2 separate regions of the Columba livia genome follow, and region 1 is linked to region 2. Evidence: chromatin contacts called from public Hi-C data. All regions are on one chromosome and are shown on one strand. The core of a region is the stretch at or near the end of the contact, and the rest is flanking DNA. Distances in the headings are between cores, read along the strand shown.

Evidence for each region. Hi-C and Micro-C count contacts between places; a contact is called where the count stands out from the background.
Region 1: a contact with region 2 is called in a Hi-C map of liver, with 4 times the contacts expected there. The contact joins the enhancer-like site here to the promoter of CPN1 in region 2. A contact is called at or near these places in 2 of 2 Hi-C or Micro-C datasets (crop and liver).

What each region holds. Positions count from the first base shown.
Region 1 is chr6:15,886,467-15,890,627 of bColLiv1.pat.W.v2, forward strand. The region is part of intron 1 of ENTPD1 (ectonucleoside triphosphate diphosphohydrolase 1); the gene reads right to left. The region is part of intron 1 of LOC102095212 (gamma-aminobutyric acid receptor subunit pi); the gene reads left to right. Among named protein-coding and RNA genes, the nearest start is that of ENTPD1, 12 kb to the right of the region's middle. Within about 2 kb of position 1,600, at least 3 of the 3 cell types and tissues checked have an H3K27ac peak away from gene starts, as active enhancers do.
Region 2 is chr6:15,836,790-15,840,815 of bColLiv1.pat.W.v2, forward strand. It overlaps CPN1 (carboxypeptidase N subunit 1), which reads right to left and starts at 2,135. Exons shown (of 9, transcript XM_005506979.3): 1 at 1,509-2,135. The coding sequence starts at 1,731.

The sequences.
Region 1 (4,161 bases), core at 350-2,849, 49 kb after region 2:
TATAATCTTAATTATGCCTAGGTTAAAAAGATTTTGTAACCTTGGAGATAGAAAACAGTGTAGAAATGATTATTTTTAGCATCAAGAAACTTTTCCAAGCAACAATACCACACAGTGTAAAAATATAACAGGTCAGTACACTTTGGAGATTTCAGATGTTTCATCCTCTTATGGCTAAAATACAGTGCTGTTAATCTAAGCTATATTACCCTGGAACTTTTTTTTTTTTCAGATTTATACTCCATATTACTAAAGAAATTACATAAACATACAAACATGTACGGGAACTTTAAGCATAACCTCTTTACAAACTGAGCCTGACTCAATGAAAATGGAGTTTTTCCACTTGCTTTCAAGACAACCATCCACTGTTTAAAATTTATTTTGCAATATAAGAGCAGAAATCCTAAGCAACAGTCTGAACTCAAGCTGAAGATGATAGAAATTTCTCCAGGTTTGCGGTATACTCCTCATAACTTAAAGTCCTCAGGCTGTAATCACAGACAAACATGGTCTCAGCAAGAGCACTATGGGATCAGAAATCCACATCATTTGGTTCTGTTGAATCATATTAGTATATTGACAGTCCCCTCCACTCTCTTGGTTTCTCCTCTTACAAATATGCCAAGCTGGTCTGCTGGAGCAAACCCCACTCCATCTCCTCACTGGGTACCGACTGTGTGTGACCGTAGGAGGAAATAATTGAAAGTACTGTGTGAGCAATTATCTGTTAATAACAGCTTACTTATATTAATAGCAGCTTCATGCAATTATTCTAATATCAGCAGAGAGAATCACCCTGAGTTGATGTTCTATCAGGGAAATGCACCCCATGGTGATACTTGTCTAAGTTTCTTTAGCTATGAAAAACACACAGAAAAGTTTCCCGTCTCAGAGAAAATGAAATTTTGAGTTTCAATTCTTAGTGACAAAGCCTACATGAAAGTTTATACACTGAAGATTCATTAATAAGTTTTACCAGAAGGACGTATGTGTATATCAGTCATTAATATCCAACATTTCCCAAAATGCTCAAATTTCTCATGGGCTCATTTCCTTCATGTAACAACAGCTCTCATGTGCTGAACATGTGCTCAGATTTCTTAGCCATAAAGGACAGGTCATGCTCTCCTCCACCAAAAATCAGTGTAAGCAGACAGAGAAAGACTGAGCAGCCCCAGAAAACGCAGGGGTCAGCTCCTCCCTGGAGCTGTGCTGCTGTGCACTGCTGCAGTAACTGGCACACGCTTTACCATTGTAAGAAAACAGACTTCAAGACAGCTCAGTTTAAATGCAGGCAAAATTAATACTTAACATAGGAACAATAGGGTTCTTTGTGGCAGGAAAAATGTTTTTTCCTCTGAGTGCTGGCAGATTAGCCCCAGTCTATTCTGCTTCTCTTTTGCCCTGACTGTTTTTCATTATTATTATTATTACTTTAATACTCTGTTTTAAAGAACAGTCTGGAATCCAGGAAATACAGCATTACTTACCACTGTGATACAGGCCTGCCTAGCAGTACAAAATAGGAAAACGCATTCTCCCAAAGCGGCCTCCTGTTTAAACTCACAGAACTCCTAGAATAACTGATGGGGGCTACATTAGCATGTACAAACACAAACCCTGCCAACCTCAAGCTGTTAGTCTTTTCTTATGTAGTTCCCATTGCCATCCTTCAGCTCCTGCCTCAGCATTCATTTTTCTTTCATTTTTTGATGTTTCACTTTACTCCCTTCCTCCCTCTGTTGGTTGCTCTTTCCCTTTTAACTACTCCTCTTTCTCACTTCCTATTAATTCTTCTTTTAATACAAATATTTATCTTTTCATATTTTTTACATAAGGCTTTTTCATCTTAGTTGTTAACTGTTTCTTTTATCTGAAAAGGATTTACGGCATCTCCCATTTGTTATAATTGACGTGCCTTTCTGTGTAATAAATTCTGAATGAAATGCTGCTAAACTAATTTAAAGCATAAAAGCTTGTTTTACTTCAGAAAAACAGTAAGAACATTGCTTTAAATTGTTCACAGATATAAGACCGTAAGTTAAAGATGACAGCATTTACAGTATAGTGATCAAAGTATTGCATAATTTATGCAGTAGTCTATCATCACTGCTCTAAATGACTGCCAGTAACTGAGACCTTGCAAGCATTTTGTGCATATTTAATATACATACCTTTCAAAACATGATAACGACAGCAGCAATGGACAGCTACGACAAGCTGAAGATCTACTGCATGATGCATTCATTTGTGAGAAGTGTCATTTCTCTCAATTTCTTATGCAGCAAGACTTATACAAAATTCATTTAAAAACTGCTTTGATGAAATGGTATTGGTCACCTGCAGAAAGCTAGCCTTTACAGTATTTAGTTTTTAGAGTATTTGCTAATAAATCACAGAATCACACTCATTTAAACTATAGAATACTGTTCTTATCCTCACTAATAATTAATTCTCTATTTGCAGAAGACAATTGCAGCTGTTGTTTTTTGTATTTTTTCACTTTTTTTCCTTATCTTTTTTCACCCTCAGGTGTGAAACTAAGTTCTGCAGATTGACACTATTTCCAGCTGACTGTCTGGAAATTCCTGGGATCCAGGAATGGCAAAATGCAGGAATGCAGCACTTACATTAAAATTATTTATTTAAACACACATCTGCATAAGTCTCCCAATAAATGAGCATTCTACTGAAAATCTTCCAGTTGATTTTCTTTACCTCTTCCTAATGGAAAATGGCTATTCATGATATATCTGTTAAGTCTGATTTAATAAAGGCAACTTCACCCCTACCATTATTTTATCGGAGGAAAGGACAGGTCCCTTCACTTGTAACAACTATTACCTCTCCAGGCTCACCCAGTTCTGCTCGCAATCCCTTTTTTACCATTTTGCTTTCATTTCAGTATATTTTTCCATGTAGCCTTCTATACCTTTAGCATCCTTGTGAATCCATCAGCAAAGCAACTCTTGAATAAATCATCTTCCTTGAGTCCTTCTTTAAATTAGCATTTTAAAAAGGAAATCTATAAACCCATCTTACACACTGAGGAACTGTTAATGTGACTATACCAAAAAAAAAAAAAAGAAAAAGCAAGGAGCAGATAAGCATCAAAAGAAATCCTGTAATGCAAAATAGTAATGCCAACCAGCCAAACACCATCCCTCAGGCACTTCTCACTGTGTCCTGATTTTGCTCCCTCAACTGCAATTCAAAAAATCTGAGTTCAAGAGCAATTTGGGACTTCAGCCAAAATCCAGCACAATAGTAAAATAATACTGGTCATTCAGGCTAGAATTGGAAACTGGAAACAAATGGCAGCCAAGTCACCTCTTTGAGTGCCACCACATAGGACACCAACCGCATTAACTGTGATGCTGCATGCTTGCAGCAACTAAGCAGGTGAACACAGATTACTGTTGAAACAAACATTTAAAAGACATGAGATTCATTAAGGTTCAGAGACAGTTTATGTAAAAAATATTCCTGCTGTCTGGTTCAAGATTCTTAAAAGCTTAAAAAAAAAAAAACCCTACAAGGTTATTCTGTTCTTTGATTGCCTGTTCTTTTAGTCTCCTAATTCAGGGTGTCTATAGGTCTTATCTGCTCCGCAGCAGAGATAAACACAACAAAGATCATGGCCCAGAAGGTGCAGTAGAATATTGCAACTTGTTGCAACATGACCACATGGCTCCATCAGGACTCTTGTCTTTTTTCAAACCAAGGTGGAGTTGGGATGGTATTTGAGAGGCCTGCCCAAAGCATAGTGCTTCCAGGATTGCCTGTACCTCCCTCAGCTGTCTGCAGCCATTTAAAGCCTCACCATCACCAACACATTCTTTGTTTCGATCAGATAGGCATTTATGTGATTTCTTTGAAAGAAAGAAGTGTCTTTTCAGAATTTAAATGACTTCTCAGGGAAACTCAGACAGGGCCCTGTCCAAGGCTGTGCAAGAGCAACTGTGCACTGAAGAGGTGGAAGTATAATTATGCAATATACCCCTATGGGCTGTACTGATGAGGGGATGCAAGTGTTGTACAGCTCACCCACCACAAGCACCATGTCCCTCACTGCCAGATGATCCCAGCCAGACCTCATCTTGGGCCACTGAGCACTCACGGGTTAACAGTTACAGCTCAATGTTCTTCTGCAATGGG
Region 2 (4,026 bases), core at 885-3,384:
TCCTTGGGATATGTGCAGCCTTTATTTAAAAATATAAGGTCTCAGCAGGGATTCTTTACTGCTTTGTTTGAGTCTGTGGCAGGACTTGTAAGCCTTTTCAATATGCAGACCCCTAAACATTACCCACATAGCCACACACCCCTAATTACTGCACATATGCTCATTAACTCTAGGCTTGCTTTTTGGAGTCACTTTCCACGGCCTTCAAGGGAGTCCACAGATTCTCGAAATCATCATGCTACATGCTTAAAGGGCAGCCCGAAGGTGGCCCATGGTACAAACAGGGTCACAGGTCCATGCTGCCCACCTGGGGCAGAGGAGATCTCTGTCACCTCCTGTGGCCCTTGCGGCTGCTCTCCTGAAGCTCTGCAGGTATAAAATCCACTGGCACATTGCCTGTGCCCTTTTGCTCACTCCTTGCTTTGTGCTGCGGAGGTGCCCGAGGTGTCCTCAGGACTATGCAAGTTTCCCTGTACCAAATGGAGCTGGCATGGAGGAGGTCAGGGTGGGAAGCCTTCCATCCCGTGCCTGGCACCCCTGAAGGCAATACTCTGGGCTTCAGGAGGGGAGCAGAGAGTACAGTGCGGTTGTGGGGGGGCTGCTCTGCTGAGGGGGGTGCAGGGACAGGTCCTGCTCACCCCTGCAGTGCTGTCAGAACTTTTGCACGTGACTTGGCTGCTTGTACTTGTCAGCCCCTGTGTTTAACCACACCACAGAGCGAGCCAGGATTTGAAAATGCAAAAGATCCTGCAAAAAGCAGGCAGAGCCCTGTCTGCTTCTGTGGCTCCGGGGCACAAGACGGGGAAGTGAGGAAGCCCTGTGCATATGCCCCCAGCCTGGGAGCCATCTGGTTCCCTCAGCCCTCCACAGGGCACCTGGCTGCCAGCAAGGTCTGGCTCGGCAGCGTCTCCACGCTGCACAGGCAGCAGCTCAGGGGGCTGTGGCTGCCAAGGCTCCACAGGGCCACGTGGCAGCAGGTGGAGATCGCTGAGACCTGCTTGTCACAGGGGCTGCACAGCGTCTGCTCAGCTGGGGCTTCTCATTTGCTGTCCCCTTGCTTTGTGGTCTGGAGGAGGAAGGGCTGAACTCTTCCCTCCTGCCACTATCCAGCAGCAAAGGGTGGAGGGTGCATGCTCCCTTCTCCTGCCTGCCCCATTCTGTTTTGGGAAGGAGAAGGTGGCATTGCAAGTGTGGTGCTCGGACGGACTTGCCTGGGTTCCCGTGTTTGCCTGTGCTGAAAAGTCAGAGCTCTGTCCAAAGTACGAGCCTGGGCCACGCTGCAGCTCATGAAAGCAAAGCACATGCGCATGTGTTTTGGGTGCCGGTCCCTGGGCTGGCTATGGGGTTCCTGCCAGAGCCAGCACTGCCTGACACCAGGGCATCACTGGGAGTCCTACCTAGGAAGGGATATAACCACCACCCTGTGTCCAATGGTGCTGTGTGGCCAGGAGCACAGCAATGACTTCTATCCTCTCCAAACCACCATATTCCTGTCCCCCCATACTTACAGGGCTCGTGGATGCCTGGGTAGTCGCTGAACTCCAGCACGTAGAGGTGTCGGCCCTCGACGCTGCGGCCGATGCTGTAGATGCGGGTGACGTAGGGGCACTGGCTCTGCACGCGGAACAGGGCCTGCACCATCTCCTCGTAGCGATGGTGGAGAAAGCTGAGAGCAGCCGCCCCCTCGAGCAGGATCAGGGCTCCCACGAGGGGCCGCAACCACCGAGCCATCCTCCCGGCGCCCAAACCAGCTCCAAGCCCCCGGTTCCCTCCCAGCCGGGAGCTTAAAGTGCAAACTCCAACCAGCTCTTTCCAGTTTCCGAGTGCCAGCCCCCGGCACCTGCGGGCGGGGGGCGGTGGGAGCGGGGCGCGCCGGGGCCCCGCAGCGCAGGAACGCTCCCCCCGCCCGCCCTCCCGCCCGCCGCGGCGAACACCCTCTCCGCCGTCGGGGAAGTTTCCCCCTGCTCCAGCTCACTTATTAACCGGATAGTAAACAGGCCCCGGCAGCCACTGGCTGTCACTGCAGAAGAAGCGCAGGGCTGGAAAACTGGCTGCGGAGGGCGTCGGGGCTGCCAAAGCGCACGGCAAGCGGCGGGGCGGGGGAGAGGAGAAGGGGGCGGTGGGCGGGGGGCATGCCCGTCGTCGAGCCCGTCGGTGGGGCAAGAGCCGAGCGGGGTGGGGGGTGGGAACGGTGCCGGGGCGGCCCCGGTGACCGCACTGCTGCTGCAGCTTTGCCCAGCGCGGGCAGCTCCCGCCGCTCCTCCCGGGGCCCCGCCGCCAGCTCGGAACTGCTCCTGCTCTCCTGCCCCATCTCCTGGGGAAACAGAAAGAGACATCACCGCAGGCTTTGCGGGTCTCCCAGGCCCTGTGCCTCGGCCCCTGCTCGCCCGGCAGTCCCGCTGCTCCCGAGACAAACAGAGGCGCAGACCGCATCGCTCTCCCCGGAGCTGCCAGCCCAGGCAGCCCAGCTAGGAAACCGCAAGGGGGGGACAGGGCAACGTGGGGTCTGATGGAGGGGTTGTTTACTGAACACATACCAGCAAGGAGAGTGCTGCTCTGAGCTCAGGTGTCACCCTGCTCTGCACTGGAAGTGACCAAGATAATGGTCTCTGACAGGCATCAGGCAATGAGCAGCAGAAGAAAGCTCAACAGCCTAAAGCCAGATGAAAGTGCCCCACTGTCTGCTAATAAACAGAATTGCAGACTGTTTCTGACATTGGGGGAAGCTGGTTCCTCTCCACCTCTCTCTTATTATACGTACCCTTGCCCCAGTGGGCAGCGGCCACCTCGAGGTCCCTGTGCTCTGCCCATGGATGGGTGCAGCTGTGGGAGGCAGCCTTGCTTTGTAGCCTTACCCCATGGGGCTAGAAGTCCACATCTTAGTGGCTCTGATGGAGATCTTTATTAGAACGTCCCTGACACAGAGCCCAAAAGTGACTACAAACAGCCAGAAGATTTACCATCACACCTGGATGTGTCAGGAGAAAGTCTCCCTTTGCTAACGTGAGCCACACTGCTCTGTCCATGTCATCCTGGAAAGGAGCTCCTCCTGTCATCAGCAATGGGCTTCTCAGGCTACTCAGTGCCATGCTAAACATCTGTCTTCCCTTCAGCCTTGAGGTGGATCCATGCTACATTGCTCTAAACTCAGTGACAAGGTTTGCTCTAGCTGCCTCTCCCCCCAGCAAAGCATCCTCTTACCAGTGCTGCCCAGCACCAGCGCTGCCCTACCTGTCCTCCACATCCACTTGGGTCACTGACCACCTTTCTGCATCAGTTTCCCAAGAAGTGCAGTGGTTAAACCAAGGAGCCACTATTTATATCCTCTAATGCAAGCAGTGCAGACTGGTGGGCAAAGCACACAGCCTGTCTGCTCCTGGCCTGGCTTACTCAGATTTTCCCACTTCCAACTTTCTTCTGGCCCAGTCCCACCATACCAGTCCTTTCTGTCCTTGTCCCTGTGCATTCTTGGTCTCCTGCCCCATCTGCACAGCATCCTCCTCTCAATTATGGCCCCTTTAAAGAAAACAAAAAACCAAAAAAAAACAGGTTGTAAAAGTCTTAGTTTTGAATAAATATCTCTTCAAGACATGACCAGAAAAAAAGATAATATTCTACATACATAAAGATAGCATTAATACCTTCTCCCACTTAAGCTCCATCCCACCACATCTCCACTTGTCAGTCAGTCTCAGAGCAACACATGTTCAGGAGCAGGATGTCATTGCACCTATCTTTCATCACGTAACAAGAAACAGTCCTGGAGATGCTAGCTTTTCCCAGCTCTTACAGAAAACCAAGGAAAAGTAGCTGAGGCGTTAGCGGGGCACGGTGAGCACGGGTATGCGCAGCAAACCATGCCTGGTGGTATTCTGTGGAGCTGGAAGCTCACACAGCAGTGGCAAATGCCTTCGCCTCCTTTACGTCACTGCTCCCAGGGCTGCTGCCTTCCCGGGGAAGTGCTCTCCCCCCAGCTTTCAGCAACCAAGGAGATGCAAAAGGAGGTGGGCAGGTTTCCAGTGCTAG